Linked DNA regions of Muntiacus reevesi: region 1 is linked to region 2. A link is a contact called in public Hi-C data. All regions are on one chromosome and are shown on one strand. The core of a region is the stretch at or near the end of the contact, and the rest is flanking DNA. Distances in the headings are between cores, read along the strand shown.

Region 1 (4,427 bases), core at 1,133-3,632, 160 kb before region 2:
TTGTCTGCTTAATAAAATGTCGGCCTCCCCTCCCCTTTAGTAAAAGATGTACTTCTAAAGTAACATATGGTTTTCGAGGAGAAGGGTTAAAAAACAATCCTGTTTTCTGACACTGTGGGGGAAAAAAAATGAACTTCATCAGGAATTGCCATCCTACAAACTCCAGGCCTTTGAGAATTATTTTATGGCAATCTCAGATCCACTTGCTCAGCAAGGACACTTTAAAAGTAATAAGGTCTTATGGACACATTTTTAAACTGCCCATTTATTATAAAATGAACATACTATCAGAAGAATGAATTCACTTTCACAAGCTGAAGCTTACATTCCTTCCGGTTAACCAGCCTCAACTGTAAAAACAAACTTGAAAGAGAAACTAACTTGGGCTCTTGAGTAAACAAAGCTAGTCATATTGGGTTTCACATCCTTTCCAGATTGTCCCACCTAATTAAAAAGTAATATGTATACATGTATACAAGCTATTTTTAAAAGAGAAGTTAATTTTGATAATTTGTGGTGTGGTAATGATACCAGCATGCAAAACACTGAGGCTTAACATCAAGAAAAAACAATAGATGTGTCGGACAATTATTGTAACACTTAAAAGGAATTTTGTCAGTATCCCATTTTCTGTATTTATGTTTTTAATTTGGAGGGAAAAAAGGCTTACTTCGGATGTAATGTCCTAAACTGAAAAATGAAAGGGTGAGTTCATAATAAAACCTCATTTTACGGAATTTCCTAAAAATAAAATGTAAGTTTATGAAAGTCTTACGAAAGGAGCCAGTTAGCAGGTTTTCTTTTGAAGAATTCACCTAAAAAGTCCAGTGAACACCTTTTGTATTTTTTCTCAGCACACTCAAATTCCAAATTCGCTAGCTCAGTATTTGAAGAGGACCACCCTCACTTTTGTCCCTCTACTTCCAGGTTATGGTCTCCAGGATACCCAGGATAGCCTCATCTGCAACCCCATAAATAACAGAATTCGATCCGTTATTTCTCAAAGTCACTGTCCCCAAACGGCAAGCTCTCCGGGGTCATCATAAGGCCAACGTTTACCATAGTTTGCCTTAAAAAAAAAAAAAAAAAAAAAAAAGGCAACATCTTGCCCAGGAAAATAATATTATTTGAAACAGACCGACACGCTGCACTTTGCAAAACTTTCCAGCGGGGAAGTCAAAGTGCCCACAGCGGCGTCTGGCAGGTAAACACTTAAAACAGAGTTTTAAGCGGACTGCAGGCTGGTAGTCTGAAAGCAGGGGTACAGGTTACAGGTGGCCTCGTATCTCCAGACGAGATACGAAGCAGGTTTTTAACTTCCAGCACTTTACAAAGTTTTTCACTGAAATATTCCGACAATTGCAGATGGTGAACTTAAATCCCTGGGAGCCTGAAGAGGTTTAACCTAAGCCAAACCAGTAATTTCCCAGCTCACATCTCAAAAGACTCGGGAATTTTGCATCTCAGCCTCTCCCTGGGTTCGTTTACTGCAAACACGGAAGCGAAGGCTCACCCTCGGGACGCCGGGCCATGACCTCCGGGAGCCGGGACCCCGCGAGCTGCAGCCCTCGTCCCCGCTCCCCGCCTGGCCCGCGCGCGTCACAGTCCCGGGGTGCGGGCCCCGCCAGGCCCGCTAGCCGCCCCGCCTCACGTGACCGCCCGGGGCGGGCCCGCGCCACTGGGCGCGCCTCCCCGCCGCGCCGCGTCCCCACCCCCCACCCCGCCTCTCCGCGGCGCCTACCTGTACCCCCAGGTGGGCAGCAGGGCCTGGCTCAGGTGCGCGCGCAGCTGCCCCAGAGTCGGCTCGGCTTCTGGCATCTCCAGCGGCCAGGTCCGCTTCTGAAGCCGGACCCGCAGCTTCATGGCGGCCGCGAGAGGACTCAGCGGTCCGGACTCCCGGGGCGGCGACGGTAACTACGGAGCGGCCGGGGAGCTCCCGCCTACAGCGGCCACTACCGTAGCTATGGAGGTGTAACCAACCGACCGCGGAGCCCGCCGAGCTGGTCTCTGAAACAGGGGCGCTCCGCCCCTTCTCTTGAGGGCGCCCCCTGGAGCCCACCGGCGAGCAGACCGCTGGCGGCCCACACGGGTCCAGGCCGCTCGGGAACTCACGATCGATGACTCGGCGCGCAACTGCGCCACCTGAGAGCGCGCGAGGAGTTCTGCGCAGGCGTGGAGGCCGCCGCGGAGCGCCGCGCTGGCGGCGCTGGTTCAGCGGTGTCACTTGTCCCCGCCTTTCCTAGAGAACGTTAACGCGGAAAGGGATGCTGCAGATCAAACTACTCGCCGCTCCGCAAGGCCAGGTGTCCTGGTTCTTACTCCGTTTCCTCCGTGGCTCCAGCACCATTCGCACCCATCAGCACCTTAGATTGAACCCAGATTCTGATAGTTTCCCACGTTACAGCAAACTTAAAAACAATTTGTAGGGACTTCCTGGTGGCCAGTGGCTGAGATTCCGCGCTCCCAAAACGGGGGGCCCGGTTCAATCCATGGTAAGGGAACTAGATTCCACACGCGGCCCAGACCCAGCGCGGCCAAATAAATATTTATTAAAAAACAAACAAAACATTGTAGCCGGTGATCTATGTCGGAGAGTATATTGGCAACCTGTCGCTGCCTAATAATCACCCCAAAGCTTAACCGCTTAGGACAACAAACATTTTTCACACAGGTTCTGTAGATCGAAAATTTGACTGTTTGGTTCTGTCTTGGTCTTTCGTGAGATTACAGTCAGGATGTAGGTCAAGCAGCCTTGACCTGCAGTTATCTGAAATTTTGACTCGGGCTGGAGGATCTCGATCGCATGACAGTTGACCTTGGTTTTTTCTGTTGAGACCTTAGTGTTTCACGCCATGGGCCTCCCCATTGGGCCGCTTGAGTGTCCCAAGGGCACGATGTCAGAGTGTCCCTCACTTCCCTCAGAGCCAGTGATCCCCAGAGAGGCCAAGGCAGAAGCCACAGTGTCTTTTATGATCTCATCTCAGAAGTCACATACCATCACTTCACTCGTTCAACCAAGACTTCATTGTGGGAGAATCAACCCGAAGGCGTGAATACCAATAGACACGGATTACTGGGGTCCATTTGGGAGTCTACGTACCACAGAGGGCCTGGCAATAATGACGATGAGGAAAAGAGTATTGTCACGTTCATCCTTGTAAAGATAGCCATTTTCCAAATCATAAAAAAGTTCAATAACGTTTCTCCCAATAGGTGGCAGCACTTGTCCACATTCTGACCTTCATTCACTCGATATATACTGATCACCTCCGTTGTGCCAGAGTATCCTAGGTGCCGAGAAGACAAGGTCCTACCCATGCAGAGCTTACAGAGAAGTGAATCAACTTTTGTGGTAGAGCGTAAAAAGTGTCTTGTTTATGATAGAGATAAGAGCAATCCTGGGGACTGGGGTACATAGGGAAGGGTGGTTGGCCCAGAAGGTTCTTGAGTGGCAAGCGATGCAATTGAGAGAGGAAGTGGTTTGGGGTACACAGAGCTCTTTCTGGTTGCTGCAGTGACCTCAGGATCCCTCTAGACTTGAGACAGTGGGATGACAGGACCAGGCTTGATGTGGCCAGAATGGACACAGTAGCTCAGTGTGGACAGAGTAGGTATATCCCAGATAAAGAAGAGCCTCAAGCTGAGCAAAGGATTTGGGACACATCCTAGAATGCATAGGAAGCCTTTGAAGAGTTTTAAGCAAGGGAGGCTTCATCTATCAGAGTTCTTAGTTCTGAGCAATAGAGACTGACTCTGACCAAACAGAAAAGCAGCAAATGAAAAGGATAATGGATAGTTTTGGGATTCTGGGATGGCCTGAAGAAGTGACTCCAGGTTAAGCTTCTAGGAGGATGCTCAGAACCACACTGAAGAACTGGCCTGAGGAGGAAACTATCTTGACTGGTAGTCGCCCCACCCCATCCTGGATGGAAGCCGCCATCACCGCTGCCAGGAACCGCTTGGGAATGGCTGCCACCTCCAAGTGCCGCATGATTTTACACCAACGAAACGCCAGACTTCCAGAAGAACCTATATCCTCACCTGACTCACTTCAAAATTGCAACTTCAGTGCATCTGGGATGCATCTGCTTGAGGGAAACTGAGGCATGGAAACAGGGAAACTCCTGGCCTGAGAGACTGGAATTTAGAGTCTGATCTCTTTCCTTGGGGAAGCAAGACTTACAATATTTTAATTTCCCCAAACGGAGGAAGGCAGTTCCAAAGATGACAGGAGGCTGTGAGTCCGACAGGTGGGTCAGATCTAGATATGAATCTGTCCCTGGTAGAATACGGGCGAGATCAGGGTTTCTCAAGTTCTGCACTGCTGATACTTGGGCCTCACAAGTCTTTGTTGTGCAAAACTGTATATCTTGTACCTTGTAGGTACTGCTATTTAGCAGTATCCCTGATCCCTATCCGCAAAACGC
Region 2 (4,514 bases), core at 718-3,217:
CCTGTTCCCTGGCATCACTGCCAAGTATTCACTCACTGTACTGTCACCACCTTGCAAAGCTCATTCTCTCTGACTGGATTACTCCAAACTTTCCCTTCTCTATCCCTGTGCACTGTAGTTCCATTTTTCTGACTATCTATAAGACTCTCCACTTGGACGTCCTATTCAAAACTGGTCATCCTCTTGAGTGCCAAACCGTAAGCTTACTGTGTTCTGTCCATTCTTGATAGATGATGAACCACTCAACTACCCAGTTTGTACCAAAATGCCCTTAATAATATAGAAATCCTATTGGATAACTCCAGAAACTAAAAGTTCTTAAAATTTTAATTAGGAGATACTTATTTTTCTAATTTCTCTTACTGCTTTGAATTTTTCTTTCTGGGACTTTGTAGAATAAATCCAATCTCTTCTTCCTACAAACTCTTAAGCAATGGTTCCCAAATCTGTCTGCACATTAGAATCACCTGAAGGACTCTTAATCTCAGGCGAAATTAAGGACTCAATCTCCAAACTAAATAAATCACAATACCTGGGAGCTGGTAGTTTTTGAAGCTCCCCAGGTGGTTTCAATGTGTGGACATGTTTGGAAATCAGTGTCCTCAAGTATTTGAAAGTCTCTGGTCCCCTTTTAACAACTCTTGCTTCCTTCAGTAATTTTTAATATATTATTTCCTGTCCTTATTCTATATGCATGCTCAGTCGTATCTGACTCTTTGCAATCAGATGGACTGTCCTCTGCCAGCCTCCTAGGGATTCTCTAGGCAAAAACACTGGAGTGGGTTGCCATGCCCTCCTCCAGGGGGATCTTCCCTACCCAGGGATAGAACCCGCCTCTCTTCTGTCTCCTGCATTGGCAGGTGGGTTCTTTACCATCAGCGCCAAGTGAATGCCTACCGTATGCCAAATGCTAGGGAAACTGGAGAATAAAACAGTCTATGTCCTGGTGGAACTGGCTCAATAACCTGAAACAAAAACTACCCCGCCCGTTTTTTTAATTAACATTTATTCCCACTGACAAAGAATTATATATGCACATGTCAACTCCATAAAGGCAGGGACTTTTCCTGTTTTGCTCATGCCTATCCCAGGACCCCGAACAATGCTGGGAATAGAGAAAGCACTTCGTTAAATATCTGTTGAATAACTTAGGTAATTTCCTCGGCTGCAGACTCAGTCTCTCCTGTAGGCTTTTCCCCTTCATAACGTGTCACCGTTTACCTCTACCCCCCCACCCCCAAGGCCTCATCAACATTTTATTTGCACTACTGCGAGAAACTCCTAATTCAACTCTCGGGCTCACAACACCGTAGTCTCCACATCAGTTTTTCTACACCATGGTTTTCATCCAGTTCATTCCTCTAAACGCCGGGCGGAGATATGTGCCCCCTCTTCCCGGTTTGCCTGAAAACGCACTAGGGTGATGGGAGACTATGTGGCGTTGGTCAAGAGGGCTCGCGGGAAGTTCTCAGCAAGCACCGTCCCGCCTCCTTCCAGCCCACGAGGTCCACGTGCGTGCGAATCGCGGGGGAAGGGACGGCGAGGGGGCGGGGCCCAAGGGGCCAGGAGTCCCAGACCCTCGGAGCCACAGCCCTGGCCACGGCAAAGAGGCCACAGCCGGCCCCAACCCCGGCAGTCCCACCAGCGGCGCCAGGGCCGCGCGTTCCGGGTCCAGGTTCCCAGGCGGCGCTGACCCAGGATGCTGCAGAGAGGCCGCTCCCCCTATACCTCGGAGCGACCAGGCCTCACCTTGTCTGGCGTCTCTTTGGCCACGCCGCAGCGGACCCAGGCCACGCACGTCACCTGGCGGCTGCGGTTCATGGTCCTTGGCGCAGCGACGCCTCACGCTGCTGACCTGCCCCGGTGGGTCTGGAATCCCCCGCCGCCCTTCGGCCAGCACGCTCCGAGAAGGGTTCCCGGCCGCAGCTTGGGGCAGAGCGCAGGCGCTGGCCACCAGTTCCTTAGGGGTTGTCGCCCGCTTCTGACGTCATTCGAAAGCGCCGAACGGGTAAGGGGTGGGGAAAGAGTTGGTCTCCAAGGCAGCCGGGTCAGGAGTCCACGAGGGCTAGGCTGCTATGTACGGTGGTGTGAATGGGTTTTAGAAGACATCCATGACGATGTCTGCGGGCTTCGTGGGAGTAATGAATAAATAAATGAAATTGGAACTGTAAAGGTCAGAGCCAAATTTACACCAACCTTGATTTTGCCTCCATGTTCTTAGAGCTGACAATGGTAGAGGTTTTAGGTTTGTTTTTAAAAGATTTCTCCAAAATGAACTTTTTTTTTTCTTTTCCTTCTCTGGCTGGGCGGGCTTGTGGGATCTTAGTTCCCCAAGTTCGGCAGAGCAGTGAAAGCCCCAGCCTTACACTGGATGACCAGGGAATTCCCCCGAATGAATTATCATTTCACGGAGATAGTTTAGCCATTACATTTCATTACATTCTTGCATGTTACTTATATACTAAGTACAAGGTAGTGGTTGTAGCAGCAGCAAACACAAAGTGCTTGATATATACAAGAGGCACCGTTTTAAGTGCCGTATGTAAACTTGGTAACTTCTTAACCCTTTGTGGGAGATCTTACTCCCATTTTACATATGCGGGAATATAATGTTTCCCAAGGCCACACAGCTAGCAAGTAGCTAGGATACTGTCAACTACAAATTGGCACTTACCATGGGCATTTGCTTCCCTGGTGGCTCAGATAGTAAAGAATTTGCCTACAATGCGGGAGACCTGGGTCTGATCCCTGGGTTGGGAAGATCCCCTGGAGGAGGAAATGGCAATCCACTCCAGTATTCTTGCCTGGAGAATCCCATGGACAGAGGAGCCTGGTGGGCTACAGTCCATGGGGTTTCAGAGAGTCGGACACGACTGACCAACTAACACTTTCAGACACTATAGACACTTGCCACCTATCTCTACAAAAATTAAATCATGATGGACTTCTGTAGCTGCTGACCTTTCAATACCCTGTGAAACTAGTTCAGGGTGGGGAGCAGAAATGAGGCTCTTTGTGCTGGGGAAAAACTGGTAGGACAGGTCATCAGGTGGTTAGATATTTTCAAGAGCTGATTTTCTTGGGCTCTGTGACCCTGTCTTGGTCAATTGCCCTCTCTGACCTTCATCTCTCTTCCCTACATCTGAGACTGGCAAGCAAAACAGGAGGGTGGTTGTTATGGAGAGAGTGGTGGCAAAGAAAACCGGCAGCATATGCTCTGTCCCAGTTTTATTGTCAGAATGGGCTGTCCACATATGGGGTCAATTTGTGGGCAGTTTGCAACCCATTTTCCTTACATACAATAGTTTGCTTGGTTTTGCAACAATATTGATGAAACATGATGAAAAATTACCTCCATTTAATTTTTTCCAATATTTTGGCCGCACCATGCGCCTTGCAGCATCTCAGTTCCCTGACCAGGGATTGAACCCCGGCTGCAGGAGTGAAAGCCCCGAATCCTAACCCCTAAGCCAACAGGGAACTCCCCCTCTATTTTAAAGGTGAGGAAATTCAGCAGTGAAAAGCCTTACTACCATGAGATCACACTCAGTTAGGGACTGGCAGAACTACAACTAGACACCAGCAACTCTGTACACTCAGCAGGACCCCCTTGGAACTTGCCCAGCCTGGGGAGGGATCCTCTCAGGCATGAACTGCTAATCCCTAGGGTAGGCGGAGTATGTGTTCATCTCTTCCAGGACTGTTTCTCTAAAGCAATTCCTCTGTAGCTTCTTTGCTTTTGGCCCATTTTATTTTTAAAAAACCTTTTATTTATATTTATTTACTTATTTGGCCGCACCAGCTCCTAGTTGCGACATGTGGGATCTTTAGTTGCATTCACACACTTAGTTGCAGAATGTGGGATCAACTTCACTGACCAGGGATCGAACCCAGGCTTCCTGCTTTGGGAGCACAGAGTCTTAGCTGCTGGATCTCCAGGGAAGTGCCCTGCTTTGGGCCCATTTTTAAAGGTGGTATGACAGGCTGCATTTTTCAGAAATGACTGCAACAATATCTTCCTTCAGACGTGTTTTTCCACTATGTGTTCTTGATGCTCCCCGGTCAAAACCTGGGGTCTAACTCTACCCACATCAGCCTTGAATTTGGATAGGCTTATGACTGCTTTTACCAATATTTAGCATGTCAGACGTTCCAAGCCTAGGTCATAAATAGGATGCAAGTTCTGCCTTTTCTCCCCCCATGAGACACTTATGTTTGGAGTTCTGAGCTGCCATATACAAAGTCTGACTACCCTGAGGCCACTATGTTTTGAGGAATCCAAACCACAAGGAGAGGCCACACGTGGGTGCCCCAGTAGACAGTCCTGGTTTTTGAGTCAAGCCAGAACATAAATGAAAGAGCCTTCACATGGTTCCAGAACACGGACACTAACCCCTCCTCTCAGCCTTTGAGTTTTCCCACCTGAGACCCCGGCCCTGTGGAGCAGAGATGAGCCCTTCCCACTGTGCCTTGCCCCCGAGTCTGACCCCTCTCCCCTGAATCTGTGAGCATAG

The links. A called contact is a pair of places that touch in the nucleus more often than the background predicts.
Region 1: a Hi-C map of blood shows a contact between it and region 2, with 3 times the contacts expected there. The contact joins the promoter of FBXO7 here to the promoter of PWP1 in region 2. A contact is called at or near these places in 2 of 3 Hi-C or Micro-C datasets (blood and muscle).

The regions. Positions count from the first base shown.
Region 1 is chr1:16,858,467-16,862,893 of mMunRee1.1, reverse strand. It overlaps FBXO7 (F-box protein 7), which reads right to left and starts at 2,382. Exons shown (of 9, transcript XM_065938529.1): 1 at 1,742-2,382. The coding sequence starts at 1,863.
Region 2 is chr1:16,694,203-16,698,716 of mMunRee1.1, reverse strand. PWP1 (PWP1 homolog, endonuclein) reads right to left here and starts at 1,967. Exons shown (of 15, transcript XM_065938477.1): 1 at 1,750-1,967. The coding sequence starts at 1,821.